Regions from separate parts of the Bombyx mori genome. Here region 2 is linked to region 1. Evidence: chromatin contacts called from public Hi-C data. All regions are on one chromosome and are shown on one strand. The core of a region is the stretch at or near the end of the contact, and the rest is flanking DNA. Distances in the headings are between cores, read along the strand shown.

Region 1 (6,091 bases), core at 431-2,930:
GAAGAGGGCCGTTTGGATTGTCGATAATCCCATTCTCTCGGATCGGTTGGAACCTCTGGGTCTTTGGAGGGACGTCGGTTCCCTCTGTACTTTGTACCGTATGTTCCATGGGGAGTGCTCTGAGGAATTGTTTGAAATGATACCATCATCTCGTTTTTACCATCGCACTGCCCGCCACCGGAGTAGAGTTCATCCATACTACCTGGAGCCACTGCGTTCATCCACAGTGCGTTTCCAGAGATCTTTTTTGCCACGTACCATCCGGCTATGGAATGAGCTCCCCTCCACGGTGTTTTCCGAGCGCTATGACATGTCTTTCTTCAAACGAGGCTTGTGGAGAGTACTTAACGTTAGGCAGCGGCTTGGCTCTGTCCCTGGCATTGCTGAAGTCCATGGGCGACGGTAACCACTCACCATTAGGTGGGCCGTATACTCGTCTGCCTACAAGGGCAATAAAAAAAGAAGTTAGAAGATAGATCTCCAACAATAAATATACAATAAAAGATAAACGTTTTGTATTGGTTTAAAAGCAAATAACTAGAATGTGGTTTCGTATCATTCATTATGTCATCATTATGTTTTTCTTTTTGCAGTTGTAAAGCAGAGGTTGCAAATGTTGAACTCTCCGTATAGGGGTGTTTGGGAGTGCGCGCGGCACGTCTACAGAGCGGAGGGATTGCGCGCCTTCTATCGCTCATACGGAACCCAGATAGCCATGAACGTACCATTCCAGGTAATAGATTAATTTAATTTCAATTTGAGTGGCTCGATGGAGCAGTTTTTTTTCCTACCTTTGCTGATAGCCTTGAGAGGCTACCTCAAAAAAGAGTAAACAAACATATTCATCAAACCAATGTTTACCCGATGTCGAAATCGAACCCACGACCCTCGGTGCAATAGTCAAGAGCGCTAACTACCGTACCATAATACGTCGTTTCAGATCGTCGGGATAAATAGCGGCGTTTATTGTCGGAGTCGGAGGCCTCACTTTCGGGTCATAGTTGTTATTTTTAACCCACAGACACAGCCCACTGAGTTTCTCGCCGGATCTTCTCAGTGGGCCGCGCGTCCGATTAGGTGGTAGATTCTGCGAAGCACTGCTCTTGCTAGGGTTTAATGTTCGCAACGTCATCAGGTTTGAGTCCTGTGAGCTCACCTTCTAATTCGGCGAATCTGGAATGAACCCCCGAGGCTACTAAAATAGGTAGGGAAAAAAAAAACAAATGAATACCAGCGGCAACATCATGATTTGTCATTCGTGAACACCTGACTGATTAAGTAAGTTAAATAGCTAAACCAAACAGTATTTCTTTTTTTTATTGCTTAGATGGGTGGACGAGCTCACAGCCCACCTGGTGTTAAGTGGTAACTGGAGCCCATAGACATTTACAACGTACGAGATATAAGTTCTAAGGTCTCAGTATAGTTACAACGGCTGCCCCACCCTTCAAACCGAAACGCTTTGCTGCTTCACGGCAGAAATAGGCGGGGCGGTGGTACCTACCCGTGCGGACTCACATGAGGTCCTACCACCAGTAAAGTAAGATTAATGGTGTATATAAGTTGTTTGCATTGTTTTTTAGGCGTTACATTTTGTCACGTACGAATGGTGTCAGAGCGTACTGAACCCGGCTCGCAAGTACGACCCGCGCGCGCACGCGCTCAGCGGCGCGGCCGCCGGCGCGCTCGCTGCGGCCGCGACCACTCCGCTTGATGTATGCAAAACTGTGCTCAATACACAGGTGAGTTGAGGTTGATTTTGCTTGCTGTAACATAATCTGTCGTAGATTCTTTCACGATTCCGATCCGGTAGTAGATTCATTCGCGAAGCAATTGCTCTTGACTTGTTAGGTCTCCTTCGGAGGCGATCAGGCGGTTGTTAGCAAATCACACCCCTCTTGCCTGAGCCCTTGCTCGCCCAACTGGTCCTGGTGAAACTGGAAAGGCCTCCGGGCTACCAGTAATCTTTCAATCATAAAAAAAAGATTCTTTCTTTACCTACATTTTGTACAGGGTGTTGTACGCCTTCGAAGTCGAAATGTGCAAGACTGTCGATCGAGACTCATGGTAGTTGTCTCACTAATTAATAATGTTAAATTTACTTAAATTAAGATTCGTTAAATAGTTTCAAAATTTCGAATATAAATACAAATATCATGTCTATATTTACTAAGCGTAATATATTAACCATAGCTTAATATCAAGTGGAAGATACAATCTATGTATACGCAAAAAATGCTACTAACTTATGAGAGCTTCGCTATTATCGGATGTATCTACATGTTGGATGTAACGCCATCTGTTATCGAATAGCGGAAACGGATATCAAAACAACTAGTACTATCGGGGAAGTTCCAGAATTATCGACATAATTACTTCAGTGCGCATCACGTAGGGCATCGGTGACCTATATGGCGGTCAAAGGGTTAAAAGTGTCGCAACTGTGCAATTTGTATGATAAATGAAAATATTCAATAATAGTAACAATATTTGATAAAGATAGAATCAGTGTTTGATAGGTTAAACTTCTTCGTTGCTAAATTTTAAGTGTGCTAGCAATTTTTTTTTATTGCTTAGATGGGTGGACGAGCTTACAACCCACCTGGTGTTAAGTGGTTACTGGAGCCCATAGACATCTACAACGTAAATGCCGCGCCACCCACCTTGAGATATGAGTTCTAAAGTCTCAGTATAGTAACAACGGCTGCCCCACCCTTCAAATCGAAACGCATTACTGCTTCACGGCAGAAATAGGCAGGGTGGTGGTACCTACCCGTGCGGACTCACAAGAGGTCCTACCACCAGTAATACTAATAAGTAATAATACTAATAAATATCGTATAAGTTATTATGTTGCTCTTAAATAAGTTAGAGGAAATATGAAAGTGGCACCCGTGACAGAGAAGTTGAGAAGTGCGCGTTTGGGATGATATGGACATGTGATGAGACGAGATGAAAATGAGGTTCGTAAGAGAGTGTTAAGTATGAATGTGGAAGGCTATAGAGGAAGAGGTAGATCTAAGAAGAAATGTATGGATTGCGTGAAAGACGATATGGGTAAGAGGGGAGTGAGCGAAGAAATGGTATATTATGATAGAAGAGTAGGGAAGGAGAAAACATGTTGCGCCGACCCCAGCTGACTGGGAGAAGGGCAGGAGAATGATGATCGTATAAGATACTAGCTGTACCCGTTCGCTTCGCTGGGCATTTAAAATTAACATTATTATTTCTCACCCCCACAAAGATTCTCATCATTAACGCCCCCGCAACTGGTGTAGGGAGTCCAACACTCATAATAAATATTAGACTATCCATTAAGTACATGTATTTTCTACATGGATACCAAGTTTCAAGTCAATCGGATTCGTGGTTCAGTAGTTATAACGGAAAATCCGTAAAAACCACTACAGATTTATATATCTAATATATAAAATTCTCGTGTCACAGTTTTCGTTGCCATACTCCTCCGAAACGGCTTGACCGATTTTGATGAAATTTTTTGTGCTTATCCGGTATCTATGAGAATTGGCCAACATTTATTTTTCATCCCCCTAAATGTTAGGGGTAGTCCACCCCTACATTTATTTTTTTATTTTTTAGACAAAATTTTTAATTTCTATTTTTTTATGATACAACATACAAAAATACATACAGCCCTAAATTTTCACCCCTCTACGATCAACCCTTATTTTTTATTTGCTAATTAAAAACTTTAAAATTTTTTGCGAGAATTTTGTTTTTATGTTGTCATGACGTAGAATAAAAGAATTCATATTACTCTGAAATTTTCACCCCTCTACAATCAACCCCTATTTTTTATTTGATAATTATAAACTTTAATTTTTTTGGCAAGTTTTTTATTTTGTTTTGTCATGACTTAAAATAAAAAAAATCATATTACTCTCAATTTTCACTCTTATACGATCAACCCCTATTTTTCCATCCCGATTTTTTTTTTTAATTCTATGCACACATCCGCAATAAGATTGCAAGATGGCAATCAAATATTATAATTGTAGTACGATAAATTCTTATTTAGAGTTTATAATTTCAAGTTCCTTTAATTATGATTTTTTTTAAATTGAATTTGATCTCCCGCCCTCGCCGATCGACTACTGATCAACTATCAATCGATCAGCTATCCCCGCCAGGTGTCACCACTCATCCAGCAAACATCGCGTAGTAGGGATGAGGACGAAGCCGGTCTCCTGTCTTACTTACTCACTATACATCATAGATTATACACTTAATATATTTGAGAGCTATACAATACTATACATTTTTCAGCTATGTTTTTTTTGTTTTATTTGTGTATCAATAGTATGTTCAGTAAGTCTGAGAATCGGCTACTATCTATTTTTCATACCCCTAAGTGAAAAGGGTTGTCCACCCCAAACATTTATTTTTTATTTTTATTTTTTGGATATATTTTTTTTGTTTATAATGAGGTATTATTATGTGGTTAAATGAGGTTTTTTTTTCTACAGTAGAATTTCCCTAGAAATCTTATTTAAGGCAACACGACGTTTGCCGGGTCAGCTAGTATTAGTATAGATTCGTTTTCTTCGCACAGGAATCGGCAGCGAGAGCGGACGGCTTGCTAGAAGCGGCTTCTCAAGTGATGCGAGCCACCGGGCCCCTGGGCTTCTTCAAGGGCGTCCAGGCTCGCGTCCTGTACCAAATGCCGGCCGCCGCCATCTGCTGGCTCACGTACGAAACCTTCAAACACATGCTCGGCAATGTAAGTACGCTCGAGCTGTATAGCAGCACCTCTTAGTGTTTCGATCTATTTGTAACCTTTTTGCTAGCGGTTTGCTGGCGTTAAGTGGTTACCGGAGTCGACATAAAGACGCAAGAATCTCTGCCCACGTTACAAACGTATGTTGAAAAGTCGGATTATATTCTACTAGCGACCCGCCCTCGCTTTGCTTCGGAAAATGTAATTTATTATTGATTTCTCCACTATTTAATGGATGTTATTATATATATAAACGTTCCTCTTTAATCACTCTATTTATTAAAAAAAATCTCATCAAAATCCGTTGCGTAGTTTTAAAGATTTAAGCATACATAGGGGCAGACAGATATAGGGACAGAGAAAGCGACTTTGTTTTATACTATGTAGTGATAACGGCTGCCCCAACCCTCAAACTGGAAAGTACGACTGTTTCGATTGGCACCAATAAAAGTTGGTCTGATCTATACTTCTATTCCCATCCACGTGCCGCATAAGTAATTTGGAATAAAACAATAATGTCATGTTAATTATAATCTAACAAGTCCAATTTAAATGCTATATTGCAGACGAAAGAAGACGAGAGCACGAACAGCGGAGCCGGGGGCCCGCCTCCCCCCTCCCTGTCCTCCTCCCCTTCCCCGCCCCTCGCGGCCGCGCTGCGACTGGCGGCCGCCTCCACGGAGGTGCCAGCCACCAACACCCTCACGAGGACGTAAGACTCCTTACAACAAACACGTAAATACAATTCGTCGTCACGGTACAGCATCGAAAAAGTGGTTTAACTGCTAACTACCTTCTTTTTTTTCGTACCTATGCTGATAGCCTTAGCTATTTCAGCTCCTCCTTGACGTGTAGGTGAGCTCACGGGGCTCAAATCGGGTGTGTTGCTAACACTGGTCCTAGCAAGAGCAGTGCTTTGCTGACTCGTATCGTAAACCCACTGAGAAGATCCGGCGAGAAACTCAGTGGGCTGTGTCTATGGATTAATTCCCTCGTCGAGCCCTTCGTCGCAAGCGACGGGTTCGACGAGGACGGTGACCGTTGTTTGTGGTGCCTAAAAGCACCGTTAATGGATCGGGAGGATCCGTGATGACGTGCTTAGGGCTGCTACCTACCGCCCGCTCAGGATGTCAACAGTACAATATCACACCTTTAGAATTGAAGTGGCTAAATTAAATTTCTTTTTAAGAAAATAAATTTTATACTTTGAACGACTTATAAACATTTATTCTATTAGTTTATAAAGTAAAAAAAATAAAATTCAATTTTTTTTAATATTTTAGCCCACAAAAGAAAAATGTTCACTTTTCGTCTCTTTAAAATTAATCGCATATTTTAAACTTTAACGTATGC
Region 2 (5,601 bases), core at 2,179-4,678, 55 kb before region 1:
TCTCGGCGTCATAGCGCGCCGTCAGTTTAGCGCTCTGACGCGCGCTTATTACGCATTCTGTTTGACGAAGCCTTTAGTCAGTCTAACCCCGACATAACTCACTTTTTTTTTTTTCGTGCCGGGGTCCGAACCTTCTACGAGGTCCCCGTGCCTAGGGGACGCGCGGGGTATGTGGGACTTAACGATCGGCAGATGTTGAGAGCAGACCGCGGGCCCAAGGAATTTTAGGGCCCATCCACTAAACGACTCCCCTGCACTCTTACACCCGACGTCCGATCTCCGTCCGGAGTCAAAACCCGGTCAGAGTAGGGAGGTTCCCGCGGTCAACACTCCAACCAGAAACGCGGCGCCACCACGAGGACGCCCAACCGACGGGACGTCGGGGCGATACTCGAAGACCAACGACGTCGGTCTCCGCGGTACGGCGGCCCTACCAGGCCGCCCGGGCAATGCCGCTGGTGTTCCGGGATACCCCGCTGAGCCAGAACCAGCCTGCCGGGTCGGAACGCGATACACCGCCGACCGGGTTGCTCTTCCACAGTATGCGACGACAGTGACCGACGCATCGTCCCGGCCTCATGGTGCCAGCGCGCTAGAGAGACGGTAACGTGCGGCGCAGCCTCAACCCCCTTAGGTCGCCCCGTGACCATTATTGGGAGGAGACTGCCTCCTAATAAGGGCCGGAGCTGGACAGACGCCCTCCTCCGACCTATAGACTACTAAAGTTTCTCTTAACACAAATATATAAATAATTAGGTAAATTCTGTTTAATTAAGTAGACTCACTGCTTACTTTACCACATGATTTGAAAGCGGAGTAAAATGCCCTTACGCAACAATGTGACATTTTGCATATGGCCCTTAATGACATACGCGAGTGTGGTGTTCGCTCACGCCGGCCGCTTCCACACAGACACCCTTCAACCCATCCAATCACGTTTTGCGGGACAGCCGTCTGAGCATCATAGATCGTGAGGAACGTACACAGCGATCTAGGCCTTGAATCTATCAGGAAATAGCTAAAGTCAGCGTCGGAACAGTACTTCGATAAGGTCGTGCGTCATGATAATTGCTACATCGTTGCCGCTGCTGACTACTCTCCGCCTCTGGTTCACACCGGAGCCCGTTACCCTAGTCACACATTCTTATGGATTCATTCGATACACTAACTCTATTACTAGACGCCTGCAGCTCTAGCACTAGGACTTAGGGATCCTGGTAATCGTACTCTTCGAACTTGCCTAAGAGTTCTCGACATGCAACCCAACCCATACATCAGTCTGCTGAGTTTCTCGCTGGATCTTTTCAGTGGGTTGCGGTTGGCATCCGGTAGTAAATGCATTCGGGAAGCTACCCTTGATAGGTCTCCTTTGGAAGCGCTTCGGAAGCTCTTAGCCAGTCCCACCCCTCTTAGCTAAGCCCGTGCTGGCCCACGTGTCCTGAAACTGTAAATGCCTCCGGGCCAACATTAATACCTACATCCAAAAGATAAAATTGTGTGATATAAGTGATGCTTATTCCAGAACGCATTATTAGTCGCGATTGAAATAGGCAGAGTGATGGTACCTACCCGTACGCGCTACAAAAAAGCCCTACTATTAGCAAGTTTGATTTTTATCCCTTGGTCGTGGAAACAATTCTTGGACATCCGTTAGTTACGTATATTTTTACAAATACTTTTTAAGCTGAAAGTTATTTTATGGCATCTCTTCCCATTTTATTTCATTAAATTTCGTCTCAGAATCATTTCAGATAAACCAATATTTCATTTCGCTCCATTTCAAGTTTCTAATATTATGTCGCTGCGAATTCACTGTGTTGTCTTTTTGGTAATGCTTTAAAAGGTATAGAGGAGCTACGTCCGATAACTAATTTTCACTTTCCTAGACTTGCCTGCCTTTCACAGATGCTGAATGGTTAATAAAACAACAGCAAATAATCGGAATACCTATGTTTAAATCTGAAGAAACAATAAATTAACAAAATGAAACTGTTCCTATAATTTTTTCTAGCTTTTCAGACAAATCTTAATTTCGTTTCATAAGTCACTAAGATTTTTTCAGTGGACTTTTTGGAGGATCCCGAGAAGATACGTTCAGCAGCTTTGTTTCATTTTCCCACATTTGTGCACTTTCACAGATACTGAACAATTAATAAACCACCGTTATTACACATTTAAACCTGAAGAAACACAAAATAGACAAAATAAAAAATCACACAACTTCACTCCTCGCGTTCCCGCCAAAAAGTCTGTTTCGTGTCTGTTAAAGTGCCGAAGTGTGCGAAACAAAGTCACTGGACATGGCTTCTCGGGCTCCTTGAAACAGTCCACTGAAGTTTCAGTAAATAGCCACCATTTTACTAAGCTTTTATTAACTCACTGAATTTGAACCCCTTTTTTTGATTTTCGGATATTTTTTTTTTTAATTTTTTGTTAATCGTTTGTTCGTTAATGTTCGAAGGTAAAAATGGTTTGTCCGTCTTTAATTTATTTATAATTAATTAAACAATGATCATCCTTAAATTGGCCTCCTTTACTTGATATCTTTATTTTTATCGCTCAGATTAATAAATTTTGATCAATTATCGTTTGTTCGACTATTGGTGATTGTTCGATTATAAAAACAATTAAATTCCCAATTATTAATAATTTTATATCCATTAAGCAAACCATCACCTTACGCCTACATTGCGCATGCGCCGGTTTTGTCAGTCATCTCCTATTGCATGGTAATGAATAGTATCATTTTAACACGAAAGTTGTACTCCTAAAATATTCTTAGAATAATTAGAAATCACTGAAATTTGTTTAGACTTGTTAATATTCAATATCATTTAAATAACTGAATATTTGACAATATTTGACAATAGCGATGCAAGAAGCCAATTGCCATTCTCAAAATATATTACCATACATTATCTATGGAGAATTTAGAAACAAATTCGTTTGTGTCCGTAGATTTTTTTACCTTCGACCCATTATCATATGATTAAAAACCGGCGATTTATATATGTTGAAGAAATTCAAAATTTGTTTAGTTACAGATTGGTTATTTATCTTATAGATATTCATTTTGCACTATTCAAGAATTTAAATAGTATTTTAATATTACAATAGTTTTTAGTTTACAATTAAAAAAAATATATTTACAATACAAAATACTTCAGAGACAAACCGAACAAAATATATTATGTGTTTAATCTATGAACAAAATCCAAGTGCTGCCACACAATTGAAGGTCTTGATGGAAAAGATCCCACAGACTTGATAAAAAAAATTAAATTATGAGAATCAATCATCAATAAGACCATCATGCCAATGAGTTTTGTTCGATTATTGGTTTTCGTCAATTTTTAAACGGTAGTAGTCCTTTGCTTAACTTTTCAGAATGTGTATGGCAACATTGATTTGTAGGGGGAGAAGGAAAATTAAAATTATTTAATTTATTCTGTGGAGCCGCTAAAGTCGCGAGTGCATGTGAAGTTCTGTTTGTGGAAAAAAAATTTGATAGGTCTAAATTTCGGATGTCTTGTTACGAAAATAGATAGCGAAAATGGTACTGATAGTGCGGTAAAATAGTAAAAACTTCATAGAAAGACTTGAGTCCCTGTTTTTATTTCGTGCCAAGTGTCAGTATTTAGTGAGGATTATGAACTTTGAGGACTATGAAACCCTTCCGACCCAAAACTTCGTCACGCACATGACTGCCGGGGCGATAGCGGGTGTTATGGAGCATTGCATAATGTACCCGCTGGACTCCGTTAAGGTAAGAGAGATTAAGTGCCCAGGTCTAGCAGGCTAGTCCTCATTCGTCAACCTAACCTAGTCTGACAGCCCCTCGTACTATTACGCCACCGTTTTATGATTTGTGGTTATGTAAAAGTTTTCCTACACCGAAACTATATCCAGATGACATGTGGTAATCACGATTTGACCTGCCAGCAGTATATAATTTAAGACTCTTTTCGTAAATATTCCCTTTTTAATAATTTAACATATAAGTTCTATCCAGTTGTTGCACTATTCAGTGAAATTGTCGGTTCCAAATAGGCCTTACTGATTAAATAAGAAATAGTCAATTTAATATAGAAATATCCTTGATAGTCTCAATTGGCTTGGAGTCTTAAATTAACTGAAATATTCTTGTATTTTTTTTATTAATATTAAGAAAAATATGTTAAATAATAATAAAAATAATAAAAACAATAAAAACATTTATCGCCTTTGACACAGATTTAAATTAATACATTTAGATAAATAAACTAATAAATAAACTTTATTAGCATCTGGATTATAATATCAAGATACACCTTTAAAAAAAATCAATCATTAAAATATATTTTTTATGTATGTCAAATAAGAACACTTTCTGGATGGCAATTAGTTGCCGCAAAATAATTTTGCATTGTTGTTTGAAAGGTGGGATGGTTGTTATACAATGTAATAAATATTTCAAGTTCATGGTTCAAGATGGGTGTCATTCATGTTCTGATGTCTATTGGCTCAAGCAACCAATCAAAATTGAGTAGCTTGTGAGTCCACTCACCGATGTAATAAAAAAAGATTATTAACAGCATAGCCACTTTTTTGTATTTGAAAATAATAATATAAATTTACACAAATTACAATACAAAAGTAAAGAGAATCAAGGTGTAAGGTGTGGTGTGAATTTCAGTAATGTTTTACCATTACCCTGGGCAGAGATCTAACATCCGGTAACAGATTGCAAAGAGAGTTGTTTGGTGGTTAAAGCCCTAAGAATATCTATGGGCCTGCGGTCTGCTTCCAACATCTGCAGACCATCAAATTCCACAAAGCCCGCATACCTCCTAGGATCAGTGAACAATATATGTTAAAAAAAATTAGGAAATGGAACAAATTTGTAATTTTTATAACCACCTTGTATTTTTGTCCAGGGGATTTTACTTGATGATGAAATTGCCATATATTTGCAACCATTTTTACACAGGACAGGTGAACAGAAGTAAGTAATATTGGCATGCCAATGCTTACTATATGTCTATTACTGGTAATCTTGATAAGAGTTGGAATGTGAGAGGAAAATTAATATGATGAGCTTTTTTACTTTTTAAATTACTAGTAAAGATTGGCAGATGATCTCATAGTCCATATGATGTTGTTGTTACTTGTGTTTTTTTTGTTACTGGAGCCAGACTCCAGACACAGAGGACTTCAATGTGAATTCGATTGCTCACTTTCAGACAAAATATTAAAAAAATTGGTTAAACAAATGTCACTTTAAACTGTAATGCATGCTATGATGGAGAAATAGCCATATCAGCATTTCCTATTCGTGATTGCAATGTACGCTATGCTAACGAGAATATGAATGGTCGTAAAGGAGATGATGAAACTTGAGGCGAATCAGTTCACAGTATTTTATTTTCAGGTCCATATATTGAGAATATTAATAATTGTTAGTATGATTAGTACATAGACACATATTTTGTTGCAAGGTGACATTTTATTGCAGATTAAGAAGTTTTTAGTAAATCTGCAATTTTTTATTCCATTTCATAGTTACTATTATTCTGAAGTCACATAATATAAATATTACAATATTATAAATTTTTTACTAGC

What was found. Hi-C and Micro-C count contacts between places; a contact is called where the count stands out from the background.
Region 2: a contact with region 1 is called in a Hi-C map of whole pupa, with 1.9 times the contacts expected there. The contact joins the promoter of LOC101738597 here to the enhancer-like site in region 1. A contact is called at or near these places in 3 of 7 Hi-C or Micro-C datasets (an unstated tissue and whole pupa).

The regions. Positions count from the first base shown.
Region 1 is chr26:7,071,005-7,077,095 of ASM3026992v2, reverse strand. LOC101738597 (mitoferrin) reads left to right here. Exons shown (of 8, transcript XM_004922024.5): 5 at 594-733; 6 at 1,584-1,742; 7 at 4,574-4,741; 8 at 5,305-6,091. The coding sequence ends at 5,454. Among protein-coding and RNA genes, the nearest start is that of CYP340A3, 25 kb to the right of the region's middle. Within about 2 kb of position 1,680, at least 3 of the 8 cell types and tissues checked have open chromatin away from gene starts, as enhancers often do.
Region 2 is chr26:7,128,158-7,133,758 of ASM3026992v2, reverse strand. LOC101738597 (mitoferrin) reads left to right here and starts at 3,428. Exons shown (of 8, transcript XM_004922024.5): 1 at 3,428-3,766. The coding sequence starts at 3,650. It overlaps LOC134201485 (a long non-coding RNA gene), which reads right to left and starts at 2,887. Exons shown (of 4, transcript XR_009976817.1): 1 at 2,677-2,887.